Regions from separate parts of the Mus musculus genome. Here all the other regions are linked to region 2. A link is a contact called in public Hi-C and Micro-C data. All regions are on one chromosome and are shown on one strand. Each heading gives the region's core, a stretch centred on a gene start, on an enhancer-like site or on the middle of the called end of the contact. The rest is flanking DNA. Distances are from core to core; before and after follow the strand shown.

The links. Hi-C and Micro-C count contacts between places; a contact is called where the count stands out from the background.
Region 1: a contact with region 2 is called in a Hi-C map of 3T3-L1-derived adipocytes, with 3 times the contacts expected there. The contact joins two enhancer-like sites. A contact is called at or near these places in 6 of 484 Hi-C or Micro-C datasets (3T3-L1-derived adipocytes, the C2C12 cell line, cerebral cortex and 3 more) and 5 of 115 datasets of contacts at active chromatin or transcription factors (the NIH/3T3 cell line, cardiomyocytes, fibro-adipogenic progenitors and 2 more).
Region 3: a contact with region 2 is called in a Micro-C map of muscle stem cells, with 4 times the contacts expected there. The contact joins two enhancer-like sites. A contact is called at or near these places in 1 of 39 promoter capture datasets (the C10 cell line), 1 of 15 datasets of contacts at CTCF or cohesin (the NIH/3T3 cell line) and 1 of 484 Hi-C or Micro-C datasets (muscle stem cells).

Annotation. Positions count from the first base shown.
Region 1 is chr6:117,651,838-117,655,199 of GRCm38.p6, forward strand. No RefSeq gene overlaps it. Among named protein-coding and RNA genes, the nearest start is that of Gm9946, 94 kb to the left of the region's middle. Within about 2 kb of position 1,279, at least 56 of the 459 cell types and tissues checked have an H3K27ac peak or open chromatin away from gene starts, as enhancers often do. A contact at or near this core is called in 3T3-L1-derived adipocytes, where this site is marked.
Region 2 is chr6:117,435,919-117,439,533 of GRCm38.p6, forward strand. No RefSeq gene overlaps it. Among named protein-coding and RNA genes, the nearest start is that of 6820426E19Rik, 58 kb to the right of the region's middle. Within about 2 kb of position 1,938, at least 77 of the 459 cell types and tissues checked have an H3K27ac peak or open chromatin away from gene starts, as enhancers often do. A contact at or near this core is called in 3T3-L1-derived adipocytes and muscle stem cells, where this site is marked.
Region 3 is chr6:117,197,662-117,201,234 of GRCm38.p6, forward strand. No RefSeq gene overlaps it. Among named protein-coding and RNA genes, the nearest start is that of Cxcl12, 31 kb to the left of the region's middle. Within about 2 kb of position 2,295, at least 9 of the 459 cell types and tissues checked have an H3K27ac peak or open chromatin away from gene starts, as enhancers often do. A contact at or near this core is called in muscle stem cells, where this site is marked.

The sequences.
Region 1 (3,362 bases), core at 29-2,528, 220 kb after region 2:
AGCCCTAACTGCACTATGAAGCCAATGCCAGAGAGCCAAGGAGGACAAAGGAGCCAGAGGTTGAAATGATGTTTCTCCCTCCTTGGCTCTCAAACTGTCCTTGTTTTGATTTATCCACAGGAAAACTGGCTGTGCCTTTGTCTTCTTTCCTCCTTGCAAAGTCAGTGAGCTCCCTGAGCAACTACACACTGCCCACAGCTATTCAAGTGCAACTGGGGAATTCCTTCTACGTTATCTAGAACCTTCATCTGCAAATAGCACTGAAAAGAATCTGATGGGTAAAGGAAACACGGGAGTGGCAGGAGGTGGCGAGTGAGTACTCTTAAAAACACCACTGCTTGCTGGCTCCCATTAGGAAACCTCTGGGAAGGGAGAGCCCAGCCTCCTCTGGGCAGGCTGGAAAGGGCTCTCTGTGATTATAGCAAGCTCCACCTAAGGGGAAATAGAGAGGTCTTGAGAGTCATCCAAACCAGCATGTGGGAAAGACTGCTAAACACCAGCCCAGCCCTTCCTTCTACCTGTTCAGGAACAGCTCTGCTTCCTCCAGTGCAGGCTTAGCCCCCTAGCCTAGAGTTTCATTTTGTTCTGTTCATTTGGCGGGTGGAGGGAGTGAAACAGAGCTTTGTGTAGCCTAGCCTACCCTCCCCAATGCTAGAATTATAGGCCTGCAAGCTAAGAATTTCTCTCTCTTTCTTTAAGATTTATTTTATTTTTGATTCTCTCTCTCTCTCTCTCTCTCTCTCTGTGTGTGTGTGTGTGTGTCTGTGTGTCTGTGTGTGTGTGTCTGTGTGTGTGTGTGTGTGTGTCTGTGTGTGATGTATGTGTGTGTATGTACGTGTAAAAGCACATAGGCCAGAAGCGGGTTCAATCCCTGGAGCTGGAGTCACGCTGTGACCTGCTGAGAACTGAACCGAGGTCCTCAGTAAACGCAGTGTGCGCTCTTAAGCACTGGTCCATCTCCACAGCCCCGTAACACTGTTTAGAAGCTGGGATAAACCACTACGACTCTGGACCCGAAGGAGGCTCCTTTGGGTTGGGGAAATAGAGTAGAGCGGGGCTAAAAAGGGTTCAACACAGAGAACCAACCTCAGAGCAGTCAAGGACAAAGAGGGACATTAAAGGACAGTTTCCACTTTCTGTTTGAAATAACTGTTAGTAGCTGACTGTGTTCGTTTGACCGCAGCTCACTCAGGGCTTGAACCACATGGGGCTTGGCCCTCGGAGTTATGAAATCACAGTGGGCCATGAGGTCCATTTCCAAACAAACTTCTTCCCATAAGCCTCCTGGATCCCGTCCCAGGCGAAGTCCAGGACACTGCTTTCGCTCTCCCCAGGCACTGCCTTGTCCTAACTTGGCAGGATGGAATAGAGTTGCCCAATAATTGAAGTCGGCATTTGGGGGCAGGAAAAGCAGCCACAGAACAATGTTCTACGGGATTGTTTTTGATAAGGGGCGAGCCAGCTGTGACAAACCCAAGCAAATTAAAATGTCTTTTTCAAAAAGGAACACAAGCAACTTCAACCTTCACAACTTGCAGTTGAGCAATACTGACCAAGTGGTGGGGTGCACCTAGCGTGCTAGAGATGCTGGGTCCCAGTACCTCAATAAATACGTGAGAAAATTAACGAAGGAACAAATAAATAAAAAGTATATAAAATTACTTCCCTGTGGGTCTCTAGATCCACAAGGGAATGTTGACTCTATTCTAAGCATGACTAAGGCAATTCAATCCAATCCTAAAAGTACGCATTTGCATTCCAAAGACCAACTACCTTGATATTTAGAAATATTTGTGTGTGTGTGTGTGTGTGTGTGTGTGTGTGTGTGTGTGTGTGATTCATTTGACTTCATTTTCATTGAAAGCAAGTGAGTACAGTCAACTTTTTTTGAATGAAGTGAATTTTCAATCCCCCATGTTAACCTTAATTCTTCCACAGTCTGAGAAAACCATATTTAGAGCATAATGCTACACCCAACCTTTTAAATAAACCACAAAAACAACAATCTGTGCTGCAGCAGACCTACTTGAAGGCTTTACCAGATACGCCTTCCTAATCTCCTAAATTCTTTCCAATCTTTGCTAAAACATTTTATAATGAAAGACAGGTAGCAAATAAAATTACAGAAAGAAAATACACAGGGTCATGTGGTATGTAATATTATCCAGGGCCTGACTTTCCCCTGTCACTCCCTCAGAAAATGCCACAGCTCGTACGTATGGCGACGGCACGCCAGGAACAGCTTCGCATGCGCACTGGTGACGCTGTTAGAATAGTCTGCGACTGTGTGTTCAGTGTCCCGCTTTAGGACCCTTAATTTCCCCAAATAGCGTTGTGAAGTCATATTAGGGTAGTCAGAAGGAAACAAAGCTATTAAAAATATCCTCCAGAAGAGTGAAAAGATGCCAAAAATCACACGCGGACTTAATAACCCCAGTCTTTACAATGGAAAGTCACACTTCTGCCAGAAGTTCTCCTCATTCTGCTAGCCTGGCATGTCGCGTTTAACTTTATGTGCAAGCTTTTGCCTATGTTTATGACTCAGTTGCTTTTTTTTACAACCTCCTCTAAGCTTTGTTATCTTGCTTTTAGCAAACTCTGAACCATTTAAATTTGACAGCAAAAAAAAGTAAAAGCTAACAGGAATACAATGGTCTTTAGACCCACTTAGGATCATTGAAACAACTAGGAAATAAATACCAGTAAGTCATTCCTCTGCAGGAGAGCGCTGAAGCACAGAGAGGTTGAGTAACCAGCCCGGCTCACACACTGCTAAGAAGTGAAGCAGTAGTTTGAACATGAGCAGGCTGGCTCCAGACCTGCTCTCTCTTTGCTATTCAAAAATCTACCTCTTCCAGCATTTCTAAGGCACTCGGAGCTTCAAACCAGGGATTTTAGTCCAAACTGATGGATTTTTACCAGTCATAGGAGTTATTTAATTCTTAAGCAAATCTTTAACCCTTAATAGAGTCATGTTTTATCATCTGTACACAAGATACACCATTCTCTCTCTCTCTCTCTCTCTCTCTCTCTCTCTCTCTCTCTCTCTCTCTCTCTCTCTCCCTCTCTCTCTCTCTCTCTCTCTCTCTCTCTCTCTCTCTCTCTCTCTCACACACACACACACACACACACACACACACACACACACACACACACACCATTTTGATGATGTTTCAGGCATTCTGTTTGCTTTTGGAAAGTAAAGGGCTGAGCTGGGGGCTGCATCTGAACACCCACATCTTCTATGTCTGTCTCACACAGCACAAGTTGGCTGACCACCTTAGCTCTTCTTCACCTACCCTGCCTGCTCCAGCAGCCAGCCTCTCCTGCCCTTACCTCAGGACCCCACAGTTATTAACACA
Region 2 (3,615 bases), core at 688-3,187:
GATTTTGAGGATGCTAGGTATGTCACAGGTTCTTTGGGGCCAGCTTAGGTCACTGGATATAGTGTCCTTCAGTCTCACCCATGTCATATGAATCGAATCCTCCTTTTCTGCAGGAGGAAACAGAGACTCATATGCACCTGGGGAGTCCCCCTCCCCCATTGCCAGACCCCTACTCCCTTCTAGCATCCTCACCTTCAAACTGGAAAGAAACATGACTGTATTCTTTTGGATGGCTCACTGGGGGATTTTTATACTGGCCCTATGCTTATTAAAGTGGGATTTTTACTACAGAACTATTGAAAATGAAAGCTTAGAGAAGTAACTATTTCCCCCTTGAATGTTAGAAGGCCAATCTGCTTTAAAGGAAACCATTAGGGGTGGGTCAGCTAGTGGACCACTTAGAGACTATGAATGGTCTAGGTTCATGCTCTCCATCCCCTTGGATAAGGAAAGTGGTTATTCAGATAGTGTGGAGCCCCAGGGCCTGAGAGTCACACATCAGCATCTGGACATGCCTCTAAAACAAGTTCCTGTGCTCTTCTAGTTGTTAAAGCCACAGGATAGAAGTTTGCAGAAGAAATGTGTCTTCTTCTGAAGTCCCTCTATTGTTCATCCAGCCAAGTGGGCCCAGATAGAGCCGGCTGCAAGTAATGATGATTGGAAGTAGAGGATGAGGGACAGGTGCAGGTAGGGGGATGGGTGCAGGTAGGGGAATGGGTACAAGTGAGGAACACTAAAGGGGAGGATGGGTGCAGGTGGAGGGATGGTTATAAGTAGAGGATAGCTTCAAGAGGGGTGTGCCTGAAGACGGAGTGACTGCAAGTAGAACAGGTATGGATTAGGAATAGCTGAAGATGGGGTGGCCCTGGGGTGCTCAAGCAAGTATCCTCATATCCATGCATATGTCCTTGCTCCCCACTTTTCTGATTCAGGAAGCCCTTGGATTTTTTATGTGCTGAGGTGGTGAAACCTCCCTGACACACTCATGATCACTGTGACATGCCCCTGAGCTGTTTGTGAAGAATAACATTACAAAGGGCTGAACACCATAGGCAAGCCAAGGGAGGAAGGATCGTTCAACTCCAACATCTCTGGACTTCCTATGATCTGTCTAGCCACCCTTGGATCTCCAGGCATCGCAGTTTTCAAAGCAGGGTGTTGATGGTCCAGCCTAGCTTGGCCACAGGTCTGCCTCATCCCCATCACTCCCTCTCAAGGAGGTGAGCCTGCTCCAAGGGCCTGATCATCCACCTTGGGTTTAAGTTACCAAGACGTAGGAGAGGACTAAGAACTTGGGGGACAGAGGCAAGAAAAAAACCTCTCTTAAATGTGACACTTCTCAAGAGGGGAAGCTAGCCTTAGGGTCCACTGGGAAGCCACCCAGGAGTGATCTGGAAGGGTGGACCTGTCAGTCAATGCAAATCCCTCTCCACTGACCAGGCTGGGCCTCCCTACTCCCCTTAACTAAACCTACAATTTTAATGGAGCTAAAATTACAACCCCCAAAATGTCCACCACCAAAATTTAGGCTGTTGCTTTAAAATATTTTTTCCTAGAGAGATGAGTCTAGTTAAAGGTGTACTTCATACATTACCTAAGGGGAAGTTTAAAGGTCTCTCCAGTTCTTAGCAAAGTGCTATGTGAACAACAGGACATGTAATGACCTATTGCCTGTGTCTAGGGACGCATCACCCTTGGCCTTATGCAGTCAGTCAGCATTTCTGAGGAAACCTGACCCTCGTTGTGGTCAGTCCCATCTCCTTCCCACACTGGAATTTTATTAGGCAAAGTTGCAGAGTCTTTTTCTACAATTGTTTTCTTGATAAACACCCCGTGTACAGCATGTGGACTTTCTGTAGTTTCATTGCACCAGAGTTTGCTCCTGAGAAAACACTGCTATAGGGGGAGCCCAAAAAACGAAGCTGGAAATAACTGGGGAGTGAATCAGGAGCTGGTGTGACTCTTACTCCTTGAATTCCAGGAAAGTGGGGATGTGGCACAGCCCTGTGTGGAGCAGGCGCCTGGCAGCCCGCCCAGCACACAATGGGCCTGTGATAGCATCATTGGCTCCCTTGGAGAGAGGACAATGGAAGCCAACAGCCACGCAGGCCCCAAGTCGGAGCCATCACAGTCAACAGGACAGGCGCAGGCACCCACTCCCTCACCCGGAACAAGGATTCAAAATAGGACCTGGCCAGGAGGCCCAAAAAGCAGGCCCCAGTTTTGTCAGAAGACTTGCCAAATGAGCACCAAAGCAACTGGGCTGTCCTCTGCAGAAGTGATCCTGGGCCCTGGGAGAAAGCCATAGCTAGGAGCAGCAAGGAACTCTGGGAAGAAACCGAGACCTGGAGGCTGGGGCTTTGTCTCTGCTTCTGCTTCTTCTGCTTCTTACTCAGTGCATCATGAGACAGGAGTTGGGAAGGGTGGGGATGCTATATCCACTTCCCTCTCCTGACTGGGTGAGCAAACCCTAAGCCTATGTGCAGTGGTGAGAACATGAAGACTGTGAGTACTTTGATGATAGCCGTGGATGGATAAGGTGTTGCATGAAGGGACCCACAGGCTCCAACAAGCTGGGGTTTCCTGATGCTAAGTCCTCCTTGGGAGGTCAGGCAAACTCAGCCATGATGTGTAACATGTGCCTCATGTTCTCCTGGACAACATAGTCTTCAAGGCAGGGCCAAACTCATCCATGCCATGTTTTGAATAGCACACATTTGCATAAAGGCCCAGTGGTGTTCCAGGGTGATCCTGGGGTGTGTAGAGCTGGATCTGAGCATTGATAGGCCCAGAGGATGAGACTAAGAGCCAAGGTGGGGCTGCCAGGAGAGGCTCTATAGGAGCAGTGCCATGTGGGTGAGCACTATGGGACTATCAGCGTATGGGGTACAGAATGACTTGATTTTCCAAAATCCTCATAAACTGACTTGGGCTTTGTCCTGTATTTTTATGGATCTAACAAGCTTAAGGACAGCATATTGGGAGATCAGCTTATTGCTAGGACTAGAATTCCAGGTAGTTAGAGGCTTGCCTGCCATGGGCCATGAGAGCAAGAATGGGGTAAACAGATGGTAGGTTGTATAACCTGACAGATAATGTCTTACCACCTCCGCATATCAGTTTTCTTAGGTTTTCAAATATAATCAATGTATATCCCTACGTCGGCCCCAAATGGCATAAGTATGTTGCCACATGAGGTCTGTGAACTTGGACCTGCAGGGCATTGAACTGGACAGACTCATAATACTGAAGATGGCCCTGTGTTTTACTCCAAAGGATACTGGAGCTCAGAACTGTTAGGCATTTTAGCTGTTTCTAAGCCAGACCAGCCCCATCTTTTTGCAGAATAAACAGAGAGTTTAGAGCGTGTATCTTCAGGTGTCAGAGGCTCTCTGTGATGGTAGACAACAGCTCTATACCCTCAAGCCATAGTTCAGTACAACTAACAGGATAGAGGGTCCTGTGTGCTCCAACCTGATAGTCATTAAATTCCAGGCATAAAGTACATGATACCTATTTTACATATACATTATCTAAGGTTCAAAAATCACGATAAATTGAAAAGCTTATAGCTGGTTACAAAAGTTTATATATGAGTCAATTCTATTTCCTTGA
Region 3 (3,573 bases), core at 1,045-3,544, 240 kb before region 2:
GTCCTCTATACCACACCTGTAGTTCTTCATGCGGGGCAGCCATCTGAGGAGACCCAACTCTTCTATGGGCTTGTTACTCCAAATCTTCCTCCACCTCTCAATCGTATCCAAATGCATCTCCTTTCTCATTGGCCAAAGCCTGGCTTACTGTTTACAACAGGAAGATACCCAAAGCCTCCCTTGCATGTTAGGTATTTACAGAATGGGGCTTTACTTGAGGTTGCCCATAAGCCTGGGGATTCCCCAGTGGTCAAATTATAATCGTGTAAATAATGTGGCAAACGAATATTTCTCTGAAGTCTTTCATATAGATACATTTGCAAGGAAACTGTTGTATTGGCGCAAACCATAACATCCACAGCATTTAATACAAGTAATACATTCTAAGCAGTTAAATATAATATACCATAACCTCCCAAATAACACACCATATCCCTGAATAAAATGGAATATATTGGGGCTAGAGAGACGGCTCAGCAGTTGAGGGCACTGGCTGCTCTTCTAGAGGTCCTGAGTTCAATTCCCAGCAGCTACGTGGTGGCTCACAACTATCGATAATGTGATCTGATGTCCTCTCCTGGCATGTAGGTGTACCTGCAAATAGAGTACTCACATACATAAGAATTAAATCTTTACAAAATGGACTATACCATTTTAACAAGGCGTATATTAAAACGTCTGGTCAAAGGCTTTGTTCATGAGTCTTTTGTCTGGCACTTACCAAGAAACACACAGAGAAGAGGGTAGTCCTTTAGCTCTGTGCGGCGTGTATCTGAAGGAAAGAGGGGAACCTTACAAAGGGCAGTAAATCAAACTGAGATAGAAATAGTCCTCATGGATATCCGCTCTCTCCCAAGATGGCTAGGCCAGCCCTCCGCACTGGGGTGCCCTACTGGGATAGTGAATGCAGGCCCTGTATGTCGTCAGATTTCTATCCTACAACACAATATTGGAAGGCATGTGAGAAGAAAGATTTATTTTAATTCTCTTTTTTCGTTTAAAAATTTTAATGACTTATTTTTATTTTATGTGCATTGGTGTTTTATCTGTACTAGTATCTATTGAATGCCCTGGAACTGAGTTACAGACAGTTGTGAGCTACCACGTGGCTGCTGGGAATTGAACCTGGGTCTTCTGGAAGTGCAGGAAGTCCTCTTTACGACTGAGACAGTCTTCAGTCCTTATATGCAGTTTTTAAGGTTCCACCCTACGATTGCTAAATGTAGAAAAAGAGCAAAGGAAGGAACACTGGGGGCCCCAAGTCTGCTTCAAGGCCACTCCTCTAATGACCCAAGGCCCACCCATCAAGTCCTAGCTCCCAAAGTTTCCACCTTCCAAAAGTACCACCCTGGGTGGGTATGAAGCCTTTAGCACATGGATTTCACCTGTGACTGTGAAAATCAGCCTCACAATGGGGGCTTGAGTATAGTACTTCACAAGCTCTGTGGGGAACCTCAGTGCTCAGGTTATCCGTAAATCCTTGCTGTAGGGCAATAGCACCCAGGCTTGAGGGAGAATCAGAAGGTCTCCAATGGCCTCTTAACATGATTTATTCGCATCTCAAAGTCTCTGATTCAGCAGGTGAGGGTGGGACCTCAACAACACACGTTCCTAATGGGTTCCAGGAGACAGTGTTAAATCGTAAGAGCTTTAAGGTAAGGGAGACCTGGACATTTGATCTTGTTGAAAGGTGTAGGGCTTTGTGCTGGTGGTGGTCCTGAGGTCCAGAGGCAAAGAGAGAGACTGAGATCGGAAGGGACGTTCAACATCTGGGGTATTGATGTGGATCTTGGCTGCGCCTTCAGAAGAGTAAGCCCTCTGGTTTTGGGTTTTGTTTACTATGTTATTTCAGACCTTCAATCAAGCTTTCAAATATTACATGGAAACTTCTAGAAATAATTCATAAGTTCACACTGAGTACCAATCTGAGGAGCTTGAAAGTTCTTGTCTCTGCTCCATCCCCATGCAGGCTATGAGGTAGCCTTTGTTCAGTAATCACTTAATAGCTACCTTAGTCACCAGATCCACTGGAAATTTTTTCAGATTTAGTGTTCAAGCAGCCTTGGCAACTCTTTATCTGCATTTTTCAGAGAGAAGCAATTGTCAGTATCTGAGATGATTCTCTTTGTCCAGAGTGTGGAAAAATATTGTTCTCTTGCTTTGATGACTTGTAATCTGACCCAGGAGTGACAAGATCCCAGAATCAGTCAGCCTTGGGCTTAGCTGTACACAGCTGTAGCCTTTGTCTCTATCTCTTCACAGTCTCATCCTCAGAGGGGATTATGCAACTTCCTTCCCGTCCACACGTTAAGCCAGAAAACCTACTGGCTGGCCTCCTGACATGGGGAATAGTTAGCCAGGCCTCTCTTCTGTGCATTTTGTCTTGGGTCCTCTGGTCCTTTGATTTGCTCACCTGCTCTCAGGGAGTATTACATGAGATGGAAGAGGTACCTTCAGACAGGTTCTTTGGTCTGCAGTGTCCCCTTGACAGATACCCAGATACCTTGTTCTCGTTCTCTCTCTCTCTCTCCTCCCCCCCCCCCCTCTCTCTCTCTCTCTCGTGTCTGTGTGCATGCGGATGTGTCTGTCTCTGTGTGTATGTCTCTCTCTCTCTGTGTTTGTCTCTGTATTTCTGTACCTGTGTGTGTCTCTGTGTCTGTGTGTGTCTGTGTGTGTCTGTGTGTGTATGAAGGTGTCAGCCGAGGCCGGAGGAGTGTTAGATCCCCTGGAGCTGGAACACAGGCAGTTGTGAAACTTCTTGAGCTAATCTTTTCATTCTCCCTGTCTTAAGGATAAAGGAGCTAAGGCTCAGGGCAGAGAAAGACTCTCTCAATGTCACATAGCTCACCGCAAATGATATCATGTGCAGCTGCTTCTGTGTGACAGAAGTTCTAGCTGGTTCTCTGTGTCCAGGAGCAGAGCAGTAGGGTGACTGCTGTGAATGCAAAAAGCACCTGCTGCTTCCTGAGAGATGAAGCAATGGCTCCCCACAGTGAGGGGTCCCTTACCATACACTTGTACAAGGATGGACTTCTGACTGGATTCTTTGTAGGTAGAGAGCTGACAGAAGGGGATGCCTGAGGTATTAAGGTTGTCCCTCCAAGGTGCCACTAGGTTTTGCGTGCATGTGTGTGTGTGTGTGTGTGTGTGTGTGTGTGTGTGTGTAGCTCACACTGGAGAAGCTACACACCCATCCCAGCTCCTCTTTACCTCGTCTCTGTAGTGCACCCTGCCTTCCCGTTTCTCTCTCAAGTTCACTTTTCTTCCTGATGTTTCTATCCTTTGTTTCTTGCCTCTCCCTGTCTTTTCCTCTAGTGCATGGTGATTGGGTAGAGAAGATGCAGAACTCATTTTCATACCCCAGAGCCATGGCGGAATGTTTGGGGGAAAGAGGCCCAGAAGGGCTTAGCACTTATCAAAGACACATCAGCGTCTGGGTGGTGAACTTCCTGTTTAGACAGCCCTTCTCTTCCCCGGAGGCTCAGCTGAAACTGGCCAGCTGTGGCTTGGGCAAGCTGCCGGGCTCCAGAACTTACATGGAGACCCCATCTCTTACCTTCAGCTCTCTGGAAT